Linked DNA regions of Zea mays: region 1 is linked to region 2. A link is a contact called in public Hi-C data. All regions are on one chromosome and are shown on one strand. The core of a region is the stretch at or near the end of the contact, and the rest is flanking DNA. Distances in the headings are between cores, read along the strand shown.

Evidence for each region. A called contact is a pair of places that touch in the nucleus more often than the background predicts.
Region 1: a Hi-C map of bundle sheath shows a contact between it and region 2, with 4 times the contacts expected there. The contact joins the promoter of LOC103650840 here to the promoter of LOC103650833 in region 2. A contact is called at or near these places in 8 of 25 Hi-C or Micro-C datasets (bundle sheath, ear, endosperm and 3 more).

The regions. Positions count from the first base shown.
Region 1 is chr3:161,795,927-161,802,816 of Zm-B73-REFERENCE-NAM-5.0, forward strand. LOC103650840 reads left to right here and starts at 4,701. Exons shown (of 2, transcript XM_008676426.3): 1 at 4,701-5,320; 2 at 6,385-6,440. The coding sequence starts at 4,986. The coding sequence ends at 6,406. LOC103650839 (40S ribosomal protein S7) reads right to left here and starts at 88. Exons shown (of 6, transcript XM_008676424.4): 1 at 24-88.
Region 2 is chr3:161,581,064-161,588,228 of Zm-B73-REFERENCE-NAM-5.0, forward strand. It overlaps LOC103650833 (squamosa promoter-binding-like protein 2), which reads right to left and starts at 2,855. Exons shown (of 3, transcript XM_008676419.2): 1 at 1,082-2,855. The coding sequence starts at 1,470.

The DNA of each region.
Region 1 (6,890 bases), core at 3,451-5,950, 220 kb after region 2:
CAACCAAGCACGAGGGTGTGTACCTTGACGGGGTCGGACGCGGCGACGCGGGATCCGGCGGCGATGGCGCGGAGGGGCGCGGAGAGCGCCGCCATGGGTGGGGGTGGGGAATGGGAGCGGGCGGGCAGGCCTGCGCGTACGGTGTGCTAGGGTTTGACCGACGCCGCGAGGAGGGGGGCAGGAGCGAGGAGGTTTTGCCTTTCGGGCTCGGAGGCGAGCGGGCAGCGGAGGGCGGAAGGTGGTGACACCGCGGAAGCGTTCAGCGTGTCTGCGTGTGATCGTTCCTCGAGCGGGCAGCGGGGCTGCGGCAGGAACGCCATGCGTGGGAAGGGATCGCGGGGGCTGCGGCAGGGAAGCGGATGCGCAGGGACGAGTGCGGGAGAGACGTGGGATGCGGCAGGGGCGTTGGATGCGGGTTGGACGCTCTGGATGTGGCAGAACGTGCACCACGGTTGGCTGTGAATGCCTACAATAGATACTTAATTAGTAGTAGAGAAGAGATAGAGATTACATGTAAAAAAATTGTCCTGGGTCTGCCACTGTGCTCGCCGACGCCGCCCTAGCGCTCGCCGCCGCTGCATGCCCTAGCGTTGGCCACAGCCAGCGGTCAGGCAATAGGTCACCCCGGTTTCCCGTGTGGCCGGTGGCCCTGCCTGGCAGCCTCCCCATGGCCCCACTTGCCCGCTGGCCAGTGGGCCGTCGCCCGCGACACTGGCCTTCCAGTTGAGCACTCCTCAACTCACGGTTCCTAAGCTACTGCGTCATTGTGGTCTCTGCGTGGTTAAATGTGTGTTGAGCCAACAGGTGCAATTATAGCAGGAGTGGTATAAAGCTTATTACTATTGAATAATGTGGTGAAATTCCGAAGATCAGATCAAAATGCATTAGGGCCTGTTCGTTTGCGCCGGAATTCATCCCAGAATCGTTCAGCTAACCAAACCTTATATAAATTAGACAAGCAATCTGGCTAGTAATAATTCCGGGTGGCCAATCCCCAAGAATCGAACAGACCCTTAGCTAAATTTGAAATTTATCTGCGGGTCTGTAGCACACATGCTTAGTTGGTAGTTACAATTGAACGTGAGAACTGCAAAATCATTTTTCACGGTAATATGTGGATATAAATATGCTAGCGTCTCTTCTCTTGCTCATGCTTCATAGAACACTAATCCTTTTATATCATTGAGGACTTGAGGTTTCAACTTCTTTACGCGAAAAAACTATTATGGCACATTATATAAAAAAAATCTAGGTCCGCTACGGCCAACAATCACCCGTAATAGAAAAAGAAATCAATTCTTAGGCTGTCTCCAGCAACGTCCTCTATATCTATCCTCTATATCCGTCTTTTATAGTCTTCTCTAAAAGTTTTCATCCTCTATATCTCTTTCTTCTCCAACAACGTCCTCTAAATCACGTCATCTATACTCAAATACATATATTAGAGACATTTCTTATTTTATTTTTTTACATACGTATTTGTTATACTCTCAAGTATAGTGTACATATTTTAGTTTTGTTAAACCAGTTATTTAAAGTATTCAAATGGATAGAGGACCATTTAGAGAAACTCTATATAGAGAGAATTTAGCAGCGTCCTCTAAATTTAGAGGACCGTTTAGAGGACGCTGCTGGTATAGATGTCCAAACAGTGCGGGCCGCCCGTTTAGCCCGTGGCACGACACGAATTTAGCCCGGTCCAAACACGGCCCGGCACGGTCGGTTACGTGCCCGGGCCGGCACGGCCCGTTTAGTGGGCCGGGTATGGGCAAATACGGTGGCCCGCGTGCTTTGGCCCGGCCCGGCCCGATAAATGGGTTGGCCCGACGTCGGCCCGCATATTTATGTAAATACTAAATATGTAAATACATTTAATTCTCTTATAATATATAAATACTAAATACGCGGCCAAACATATATAAAATGCATACATAAATATAAAATGCATACATAAATATTTTGTTGTCTTAATATATGTAAATAATATGTTAATATATATGATTAATTCTGTTAAATGTATGTATTTATATACCGCTCTATTGTTGGTTCGAGCCAGTGGCCGGCCCGGTACGTTGAGGTCCACCGGGCCAACGGGCCGGCCCGGCACGATTTTTCCCTGTGCGTGCCGGGTTTGGGTATGTCCCTAGGCACGTGGGCCAGCCCGACCCGGCTCGAAGCATCAACGGGTCGTGCCTGGCCCGGCCCTATTCGTACCGGGCCGAAACGGGTTCGGGCCAGATCCGTGCTGGGTAGCCCGTTTGGACATCTATAGCTGCTGGAGAGCATAGATTACTGTTTGGTCCTCTATATTTAGGGTAGAGGATCCTTTAGAGGACCTTGTTGGAGTCAGCCTTATCTGCTACGTATGCCAAGATAGATAGATAGATAGATAGATAGATACGAGCCTGAAATTTAATAGGATCCACAGCATAATATTTTATAGCAGCAGGAGAGAGGAAGTGACGTTTAAACAGCAGGAAAGCGATGGCCATCTCGTCTGACGAACTCGCGATGGCGTTTCATATATTTTTCTTTATCTCGGTTGTTCTTGTTCTGACAGTGACACAAGTGAACCACTGTTGGCTGATGATTGCTCCTAAATGTAAGTGCAAGTGAGCACGCACTGCATAGCTGTAACTGTAACGTAAGGCCCAGAAGTTATATGGGCCTTGGCCCACGTTTGTACTGGGCCTTAGGATTAAACGGAGTGGCCAGTGAGCGACAGCACAGAGAAAACTTGCTAAAAATATAGAGGAGACAGAACAGGTTTTTATTTATCTACCTATCTATTTTCTATTTTATTAAAAGAATAGAATCAAAATAAGTCTTTACTGTTGGTTGCGAGGGTCTATAAATTATAAAGTTATATATATATATATATATAGACTATTAGATTTTACTAAGACCTAAGGGAAAAATAAACGGAGTACTATAAAAAAAGAAAAACATTTACACAGTTAAATTTTATTTAAGCATTGAGAGTAAATAGAGCTTCATGAAAAATGTAACATGAACTGTTTTTTAATGATCTAACATTTTATATCAATTCTTCCACACCAAACTTAGTAGCCTAAACAATCTTAACAAAACTTAATTTATAAATAAAGAATATGATCTCAGCCTGAGTTTGAGAGAAACCTACCTTCTCAATTCTCACGTATCCTAGACTGTTCGCTTCATATTTGTCGGCGTTTCGAGACCGGGGGGTCCCTGGGTCGACGAGTGAAATGTCGCTGCGTGCCCCAGCCTAGATGGGTCGGCGCGAGGCCGAGCGCGAAGGGAGGAAGAAAGGCAGCCGGAGACGGGCGTGAGAGAGGTGGAAATCCCACGGCCTTCGTGTTCGTCCCGCGCCCAGGTCGGGTGCGCTTGCAGTAGGGGGTTACAAGCGTCCACGCGGGAGGGGCAGCGAGCGGCCTCACGCGAGCGCCTGTCCCGTCCTCTTCCCCGCACGGCCAACCCTCTGTAAGAGGGCCCTGGTCCTTCCTTTTATAGGCGTAAGGAGAGGATCCAGGTATACAATGGGGGTGTAGCAGAGTGCTACGTGTCTAGCGGAGGAGAGCTAGCGCCGTAAGTACATGCCGTCGTGGCAGCCGGAGAGGTTTTGGCACCCGGTTCGTGTGGTGTCGTGGCCGTCGGAGGAGCGCTGGAGCCTAGCGGAAGGACAGCTGTCGGGGCTGTCGAGTCCTTGCTGACGTCCTCTTGCTTCCGTAAGGGGGCTGAGAGCCGCCGTCGTCACAGAGCGTGCGGGGCGCCATCATTGCCTATCTAGCGGAGCGAGCCAGATGGGACGCCGGTCTTCTTCCCCATAGCCTGAGTCAGCTTGGGGTAGGGTAATGATGGCGCCTCCTGTCGACGTGGTCGGTCCGCGCCCTAGGTTGGGCGATGTGGAGGCTCCTCCGAGGTCGAGGTCGAGGTCGAGTCTGTCTTCCGTGGCCGTGGTCGAGTCCGAGCCCCTGGGTCGGGCGAGGCTGTAAAGCCCAAAAACTTGGTAGAAAAAAATATATCATGAAATAATAAAAGAAAGAGATAATATATATATATACACATATATCTAATCCTGAGATCTAAATAAGAGTATTTTCTCGTAAAAGTAATTATATACTAAAAGATATTTCTTCATAAAATAGAATAAGTAATAAATAATGAAGCTTTGGAATGAACCTCTAATGGACTAAACATTCGAAATACTTTCGTAAAATGAATATTTTGTGTTGCATATTGAAAACATTGCCTAAATAAATAAGGTAATAAACAAATGAATAAACTTAATACATGAACCTTGCATTTATGTTGAAATATATTTTTGGTGTGCAAATTAGAACTTTGTTTGAATTTAAAATCTAATTGGAATTTGAAAATAGGAAATAAAAAAAGGAAAACACTTTCCTGCGTTTGGGCCTAATGCCACATCCTCGGCCCATCTTCCTTGTTTCTCTCACGCACCAGCCAGCCCACCTCGACCCTCGGTGCTCCAGCCAATGACATCGGGTCCCACTCCTCAGTCTCCGTTGTGGCTCCACACGGTCTCCCGGATACCCGACCTATGACTCCACGTGACTGTGCGCCTATTATCGCTGACCAGTGGCCCCACCCTCATTGGTGGCTGACTTGTGGGCCTTGTCGCCAGGAGCCATCTTCCCCCTGATGGCTACAACTGAACCGCGGAACGGAGATCTCGCCGTGGCCATCGCTATCGGTGATTTGCTAGCGTAGCAGTCGCTCCTGTAATGGCGGATTCGGTTACCCCTTGCCCTCCGTAAAATTTGCGCCTGCTCTTCTATAAATAGCAAGAGCCTCGGCCATGAGCGCCAGCACCAGGTGATTCGCGCCAGGGTGATGTGGGGCGCGCTGCCATTGGGAAAATCGCACCGAGCTTCATCGAAGAGAGAGAAAGAGAGAGGGGTCGCGTTGTGTGCTAGCCGTGGAGTATTGACGCGGGCCGTGCGTGGCGCCTGTTGCTGTGGAAACGGCACGTATGGCCAACCATGGCGCCGTGGCGAGCCGGATCGGCTGCTGCCGGTCTTCACAAGGAGGAAGAATCGCTTGGCTTCGCCGTATCCACCATGCACCAGACCCCCGCGTGCGTCGGCGTGCAGGCCAGAGCTTCGCCCTGCCAAATCGCGCTGATGACCATCCCCTCCGGCGAGCTTGTAAAGGTCAGTGAGCCTATACTTGAATACAACGTACTGCTCCGTCTGGTTCCCGCGAAGAAGATCGTGGTCAACCGGGGGAGATGGGATGAATCCTCAATGGGGTCGACATCACCGTGCAATCCGCCCCGTGTCATGGACGGACCGCGCCGCATCCCCAAATTCCTCGGGTAAGTTCGTTTTGGGTTCGTTCTCCTCTCCGCCGCCCGTAGCTTCGTTCGTTTCGATGGAGTATGTCCAGCGTCGTGGGCTGTGGATTGTGGCAGAATGTGTTCTCGACCATGGCTTCTCCGTACCGGAGCTGGCCGCCGCCGTAGTGGCTTTTGGTTGGGCGTGTTGGGGAAGAAGGCCGTGGGGCCCTCCCTCGCTGGAGCGGCTCAGCTCATGATGTGCAGCTCCGGCATGGTGGCCGAGAGCCTCTCTCCCATGGCACAATGGAGGTCCACCGCGGGAGGGCCTGCGCGCAGCTGCGTTCCGGCTGATAGGAGGAAGATGATCTTTGGCGCGTTGGATGGGTTATACACGGTGGGGATTAGATGTGGGTTGTCCACCGCTGGATCTTTGGCGAACGGGTCGGATTGGAGGTTGTCGTGGGCAGATTCTGGCCCTTGATCGGTAATCCAAGGGTTCGCGTAGAATTACAGGTTCTGACGTCTATGGATCTAATCCATACCGCCCACCATTGATCGAACGGCCACGATTGGCCCATACCCCTTCGACCTGGGCATTTTGCGTAAACGACCCCGTGAATTATCTGAATCAACCCGCCGTCCCGTGCGGGGGAAAACTAAGTCTCGGGATAAATTGTGGATTAGCCCCCGAGCTCTCTGGATTTTATGCGCTCAGTCCAGTGACTTAAGAAAATAGGAAAAACAATATAGAAAATACTTTTCTAGCACAAAAATAATTCTAGAACTTGTGTAATTTCTAGAAAATCTATTTTAGCTCCGAATTGACCCATTCTAGTTGCAATAATTTTGTTTTAATATTGTCTATCAACTAGTAACACTATTTAGCCATGAAACTTAAGTTAAAATTGTTCATTAGGATTAATCTATTCTAAGCACTAAATAATTTCGAAAATTCATAACTTAATAACCGTAGCTTCGAATTTAGCAGTTCTTGTTTCTACGATCTTGTAGCAACGCATAGAATCTTATTATGCAGTTTGTTCTTATGTCTGGTGTGATGTTAATTTTGCCTATACACTGTTTGTTTGTATTGCTACGACTAGAGCGAGGTCACGTGTCATCTGAAGAGCAAGTTGATACCTGGAATCTCAAGTCTCAGGCAAGTTGTGCCCTTGATCACTTCTTTTTACCCACTCATGTTCTAATTAATCATAATGATCTGCATAGGTTAATTTTGATGGGACCCAATAGGTTACCCTAGTTTGATTATCTTTATACCTTGTTTACCACTGAACTTTTTGGGTAGTACTTGCTAGTGCTTTATGTGGTTTTGGGTATGAAGATACATTATTCATGATCACACTTTTATTATCTGTTTATTATCACTGTTCATGATAAGATCATTATGTTAATTGGAACATGGAGAACCACCCGGGAAAACAGTGCTACCACAAGGGTTTAATGGGACGCCCTTGGCCGATTAATTAGGAAAGCTAGTGGAAGACTACCTTACCCGAAAGGGGCAAGGGCAGTACGGGAGTGGTCAGTGTAGGGAGGCCCTCGGGAGGATTTTGCTGCGATGGCGGTCCTGCAAGGGATTCCTGCATTG
Region 2 (7,165 bases), core at 1,605-4,104:
ATGGGCAAGCCACGCACCACAACGACGACAGGGACGCACGCACGCACACCGGAGAACAGAGCAAATTGTTGTCCGGGTGAGTGAGTGAGCCTGCCACTGACAAGGACGGGAGCCAAGGCATGGACCTGAACTGAACGGAAGTCCAGTTCCATTGCACCTGCCTTGTTGCATTGTAGGGACACGCCCCCGAAAGCACGGGTGCGCAGCGCATGCACCGGCTGCTAGCAGACGGCTTGACGCTGGTGTGGTGACACACACACAGCTCACAAGATGTTCAGTTCAGACCTTGACAAATTCAGGACCAGATGGCGAGTGCCCAGTCCAGGCCAATCGCACGTTTCTGTCTGTCTATCTATCTATTTATCTACTGCAATAACAACCGTAAGAACGCAAGTCCGGCTGCCACGCTGAATTCTACTGCTAGCACCGTAGGTTTGGCCGTCCAAATCCCAGTTCCGGCAGGAGTCCCGTTCCAACTTCTGCATAAAAATTGGATCTTTGGTCGGTCCGCGGTTTGCAGCGTTCAGCAAAGCAGATTCCCTTCTTACGTTTGACCGAACCCACCACAGATGGATGCCGCAAGTCTTGGCTGCCGGCGGCGCACCGCAACGTTCATCAGTTGCAAGCGCCAAAGGCTAATTAGGCCGTGGAAGTAGGAAAAGCGACAGGAGGAGTAGCAACAGCTGACGGCGAGTAGTTCTTGGTCGCCTAATAAGCAAGCAGGGTCTAGTGGATTGCTGGACGTGGCGGCAATTCTCCACGAAATTCACCCCCACGCGGACGCGGACGCGGACGAGACGAATGCTTCCAAGAAGAAAACATGCATGATGCGGTGCGACACCCATGGCCACGCCACGCCATCCATGGGCGGCGAGCTGTTGCATGTACAAGAGAGCTCGTCGTACGACGAGTGGTTAAATTATTGAGCGAAAAGAACCAAAAGAGAATCATGGGAGCTCGGGGTCGTGGGGGGACGGCAAGGGAATGGAATCCAAAGTCCAAAGAACAAGATGCATGGGGCGGGCGGGCGCCGGGCGGGCGGAGGGCACGCACGAGCACGGCAGGGCAGAGATACGCGTACCTGCTGCACTGCTGGCAGAAGCGCTGCTGCTGGCCGGCGACGGTGACGACGGGCGTCTTGGAGTGCGCCTCGCAGACCTTGTGGCGGCGGTGGTAGTCGCGGCACCGGGACAGGTCGGCGTCGCAGCCCTGCACGGAGCACGCGGGCACCGCCTGCCGCGCGAGCCCCGGGCGCGGCCGCTTCGCCGGCGCGGACGACGACGGCGGAGGCGGGGGCGGAGGAGGGTTCGCTGACGGCAGCGCGGGCGCGGCACCGGCGGCGGCCGTGAGCACCGCCCTCGAGCTCGTCGGCGCGCCCAGCTTCAGGTCCAGCGCGCCGCCCCCGCTGCTGCTGGGCCCGACCACCGTGCCGAGGTCCCAGGCAGGAAGCATCTTGGCGTCCCAGTCCATGGCGACAGCCCGTCCCCAGGCCGACGCGCGTGTACGTGCCTGCCTGTTGTCGGGATCCTTGCACAGGGAGTAGCAGCTCTCTCCTCGGGACTCAACCCAAGCAGGCAGGCACCTCCGTCGCTGGTGGCGGCCGGCTCCGAAATGGTGGATTTTGGGAGGCCTTTCTGCTCTGCTGGCTGCTGCTGCGTGCGCAGGCCGTTGGAGACGGAACAACAGCTGTGTACTGCTCGCCCAGAGAGCAAAAGCAAAGTTGATGGCAACCAAAAAGCTTTGGAGGACGGGAAAGAGAGAGAGAGATCACAGCGGCGGCGGCGGCGGCGGCAGCAACAGCAACAGCATGCAATTAAAGAATCCAAGAGCAGCGGGCGGGAGCGGCAAGAAAGGAAGGGACGAGACAAGGGGCTGGGTTCTTGGGTGCTCGGCCGCCCGCCGGGCAGAGCGGTGGGTTAAGCTTTAAAGCGAGCGGAGGACACGGATGGATGGATGGAAGCAAGCACCTCCTCTCCTCCGAGAAAAAGGCGGACGAGGCGAGGGAAGGCAAGGAAGAGGAGGGAAGGGGGCGGGGCAGTGCCAGTGGTTGCAGACAGCACAGGAACAGGACGACGACGGAGGAGACTCCTATTGGAGGACTCCAAACTCCAAAGGTGGCAATAATTGCCGAGACCCGAGAGGCGAGCTGGGGGCACCTCCCACTGCTCACTCGACTCCCCCCTTCTTTATTTTCTTACCAATGGCAGTAAACATACAGTGTGTGGGTGTGATGTGTGGTTGGGGAGGGTAGGTGGGAGAGGGAGAAGGAGAAGGAAATAAGGAATCAGACAGACAGACAGACACACAGCAGCAAGCAGATGGATGTGTGGCAAAAGATTTCAGAGATAAAAAGGGAAGAAGAAGAAGCAGCAGCAGGTACCACTCTCGAACAAGAAGCAAGCGGAGGACGGAGTGGCTGAAGGCAATGCAGTGAAGAACATCCACCAAGAGCAAGGTGGAGGATTCTCCCTTCTTTGGTGGTTGCTGCTAGCTAGCTACTACTGCCTTTTCCTCCGGTTTGCTCCTTCAGCTCGGCAGCCCCTATGAGTAGGCTTTGCCTTGCCTCCTTGCGCTTGAGGATTGGTTTCTTCTCAAGTGGGGTTGCAAGGAAGCTCAGTCACTGCGCCAGCAAATGGGCAAGGCGGCAAAGATGAGGAGAGCTACCACTGCGCGCACCAGCTGAACCACTCCCTCCTAATTAAAATACAATACTCGTTAACAGAAACCCGGAGATAGAGGGGCTCTGATGGCTGATGAGAAGGACTAATAAAACTTAAGTGCAGAGGCTCCTCCTCCCTCTCACCTTTTGTAGCGGGGGTGGAGTGGAGGTGGAGGGCAGGGGGGGGAAAAGTACAAAAGTTGGGAAAGAGCTGGATTTACATGGAGGAGCAATGGAAAAAAGGGAGGAGAGGGGAGGTTAGGCAGGCGCAGGGGCAGGAGGAGCAGCTTTTTCTCCTGTCTTCTTCTTTCTTTTCCCTACTGCGTTTTTGTGTTCTGTGCTGTGCTGCCGCTGCCGCTGCTGTGTGCTACTGTGCCATGCTGCCTCGTCCCAGCTGACATGGTCATGTTTCACAGACCACAGCCAGAGCGCACCACGGCATCATCCAATATTGCTCCATGCACTCCCAAAAGCGCGTGTCATGAGATGCATGAGCTTATATGCCCACATCCACGGTAGATAGAGCCTTTCTTTTCTAGGGCGTCTCCTCCTTCTTTTTTTTTTTTTTTGCTGTGCTATTCTTGGGTCCTGAGGTCTGAACATCTGAGCATGTATTTTTCTTTCCCTTTTGTCACTGTCACACTCACGTAGAGCTTGATATGATAGACAATCTACGTAGTCCGTAGAGCCTTTCTTTCCTAGCACTTCTCCTTCCTTTGCTGTGCTACCCTTAGTAGATTCTAAGGTTTAAACATTTTAGCATGTGTTTTTCATTTTCTTCCTTGATCAGACTAAAGCTATCTGTTTGGACCGTTACAGCTACAATCCACAAAGACAAGACACTATAAATACAGTAGAAGTCGGTATAGATTGAAGCATATAATAGAATTGTTAAAAACGGCGTCAAGAGTGCGAGAAGCATTGGTACCACGCATCGCGAATACGATAGTATTTCCGAGATTCGCCTCGACATGTACTGAACATCCATATATATTTTTTCACCTTTTGTAGCGATAAGAGTACAATACAGGTTCCGCGCTTACATAAAATAAGCGGAACCGGCGAATTGGCTTTCATGGAACAGAAACAAACCGATATCATATACTCCTAGTTGTGAGCAGCTAGCGGACGGCTTTGTTTACAGCCTCGACCGAAAAAAAAGTAACATATATTCTTAAAGCACCTTGGTGTGAAGAATGTGCTGTGTGCATGGTCGACTTCTCTCTACCTAGCTCCTTTGTGTTGGGTTGACGACGTGGTCCCTCTAGCGAAGCAAAGTGTATTGTATCTACGCCTTTCTTTTCAATTTGCTCAGCAGGGAGAGGACTGTAATTAAGAGCATAGTTTTATTCCCCTGACGAGGATTATTATTATTTTTATCTCCGCTGCCGCCGATGCAGCTATGGAACTACGTGAGGTCCAAGTTCCCAAGTCTTGATTAGCTCTAGTCGTAGTAGTGATGCGATGCCGTACTGTTTGGTTCCTAGTTTTCACACGCTGACCAATGGTCAAGAAAAAAAGAGTCGCGCGCGTACTGTTCTGAGAGAGGCACAGGGACAGAACGTGGTTATCTATCTTTCTATCTTTGGCCGGCCCGCTCACCAACACGTAGGTGCTGCCTTGGTGGCGAGGGTCCGTGGTTTGCAGCCAGCCAGGAGCGATTCCTCCGGTTAAGACCGTCTCCAGCAATAGTTTTTTATATTCATCTATTATATCTCTCATTTATAGTCTTCTCTAAAAAATTTTATTTCTATATTTTCTTCATCTCCAACAACATCCTTCAAATCACGTCTTATATACATAAATACCTATATTAGAGATATTTTTAATTTTTAATTTTGTACATACGTATTTGTCATATTCTTAAATGTATTGTACATATTTTAGTTTTGCTAAACCGGTTGTTTAAAGTATTCAAATGAATAGAGAACTGTTTAGAGAAACTCTATATATAGAGGATTCATCAGCGTTCTCTAAATTTAAACGACCGTTTAGAGTACGTTGCTGAAAAGAGTAGATGATAACCTTATCCTTTAAATTTAGGGTACATGATCCTTTAGAGGTACTTGTTGGAGTATATGGAGCCATCTTGACAGACCAGCAAACTTGTTAGTGGTGTTTTTTTTTTTGTATTTTTGTTAGAAACAAGGGCCTGATCCAGGAGCACCTGTGTTAACCAAAAGCAAGGCAGAGATTTTGCAGCCTCGTGAGAAGAAAAGAATCAGAGAAGAGGATCTGAGACGTGAGCCTGCCTGGCTGGGTGGCTGGCTGGCTGTGGCTTTGAGATTACAGTGACTGACTCACAGGACAAGTACCGCAGGCATTGCAGAGGGAGGGACACGGTACAGTAGCCAGCGTAGCGTAGCAAGAGCCATATGTCAGAGATGTGGATGCGCCACCACCATGGGCATGGGGTTCTGATGAAACTGGTCTGTCTGCCGCTATACGTACGCTGCCTGCGCCACAGCAAGTTATATTACCGAGTGTTCGAGTACTACGTTCTACAGCGAACGAACTTACCACGGGGTAACTGCAATGCACTGCGTGCTGGAGGCACAGTTCAATCATGAAGACGACGCACGCACGCACGCACTGTAGATTCTACTTTGCACGAGCGTACGTAGAGAGGTGCTACTACTTTGTACGTACGTACTACAATAGAGTAGTAGGATCTGCTGGCAGGCATGAGGCAACAATTTGCTTTGCCTAACATGGCGTGCGGCCTTCCCTTCGAGTCTTTGACCGTTATACAGTGGAACGGAACCCCCGAATCGAACGGCTGCATGCAGCTGCAGCTAGCACATTTGAAACGCAGCAACGACTTGCAGCGACACTGCATTGACCGATCGATCCTGCTGCCTTGCGTGCTTGGGTTTCCTCGCCGGCTTCGGCTTGTCTGTCTGTCGCGCGGTGCCGCTGCCGCCATCATGGGTGTCGTGTCGTGTGGTGTTGCACCCTCTGTCTTCGCGCAGCATGCATGGATATGGATCGCTGCGGCGTCGCAGTCTGCAGCTCTAGTAGTAGCCCTGATGCATGATGGCGATCGCTCTGCCACTGCCACCCGGGCCGGCCGGCCGGCCCGCCGGCTACGATTGGTCAAGTCAGCGAGTGAGCGAGTCCCATCCATTGCCTCGTTTGGCCGGTCGTGGTCGTGGTCGCCCACGCATGCAGTTCAAGCGCATACTAGTAGAAATAAACATGCTTCAAATCTTATAAATAATAAAAAATACCAATAAGAACCATCCATATAGTAGACATGCCATTAGACTAGTGACAGAATATGTTTAACAGTGTACATTTTGTTTTCTAACGGAGGCGGTAGTAATGCGTGCGAGCATCTCACAATGCAGGAGGGCAACGTGCGTGTGGTGTGTGGTGGTCAGCACGGCAACAGTGTTCTCGCAACGCGGTCACGCCCGGAAAGCCATGCACCGCGGCATGCATGAATGCGCGCGCGCGTGTACCGCGGTCCGCGGGCTGCATGCGTGCGTGTGGCTTCCCCTCCGGTCCGGTGGCGCCCTCGCTCGCCGCGCATAGTCCACTGTTCACACTCTGTTCTCTTCTCATCTGACCGCGCCAAGTGGTGCAGGGCGGCCGCGCGCGCCCATGGCGGAACTAGCTAGCTAGCCCCCCAGCGTGGTCCTCCCGGCGGCCGTTGCGGTTGGTGCGCGGCTAGGTAGGCCGGACGGAAGGGCCGTCGGTTCCGGCCGTCCTCCGCTGTCAGTCCGTAAGCGCGCCTGTGCCGGCCGGCACGGCCGATCCAAGGGGCCGGGGACCTATCTTGCCGGGATAGCTAGTCGCCATGCATGCATGCATGCACACACACACCCACCAGACAGGGGTCACGTATATACAGCTCAGTTCCACGACGGCTATGACGTCGCATGCATGGATTATTGGCGTATACCGGCCGGCATATACGTGACGTGTACGCATAGTCGGCTCCATGCCGTCCGGTAGATTTTACTGAGGCAAATAATTCAGCATCTAAGGACTAGTTTAAAAACTCCATTTTTTCTATGAGATTTCCATTTTTTCAACAGAAGATGAACTAATTTACTTTAGAAAATAAAAATTCTTAAAAAAAATAGTGTTACCAAACTAGCTCTAAGCATTTTTTTAGTCACTATGCCATACTATGTCATACATGAAATCAACTCAAAGCCCTGTCTCCCATGCATACTCCGTAACCAAACACTAAGCACCAATACGGTCCAAAGTTTTTTTTTGGCCGACAACAAAAACAGAAAAAAAAAGTTTTGTTCTTCTTCATTATTTCCTATTCCATCTCTTCCGCCTCTTCTTTCTTATCCGCCTCCGGTAAGGAGACAAATCTGGAACAAGACTCAACCAAAGTTCACCGGGAATAGCAGCAATCAATATGCTTACCTAATCTACACAGGGTTACATGTGTACATGAGTAACAAGATCGTAGACTTGTCAAAGATTCACCAACTATGATTATGCATGCAAACACTATTCCTGCACGCCATCTGCCAACTCCTG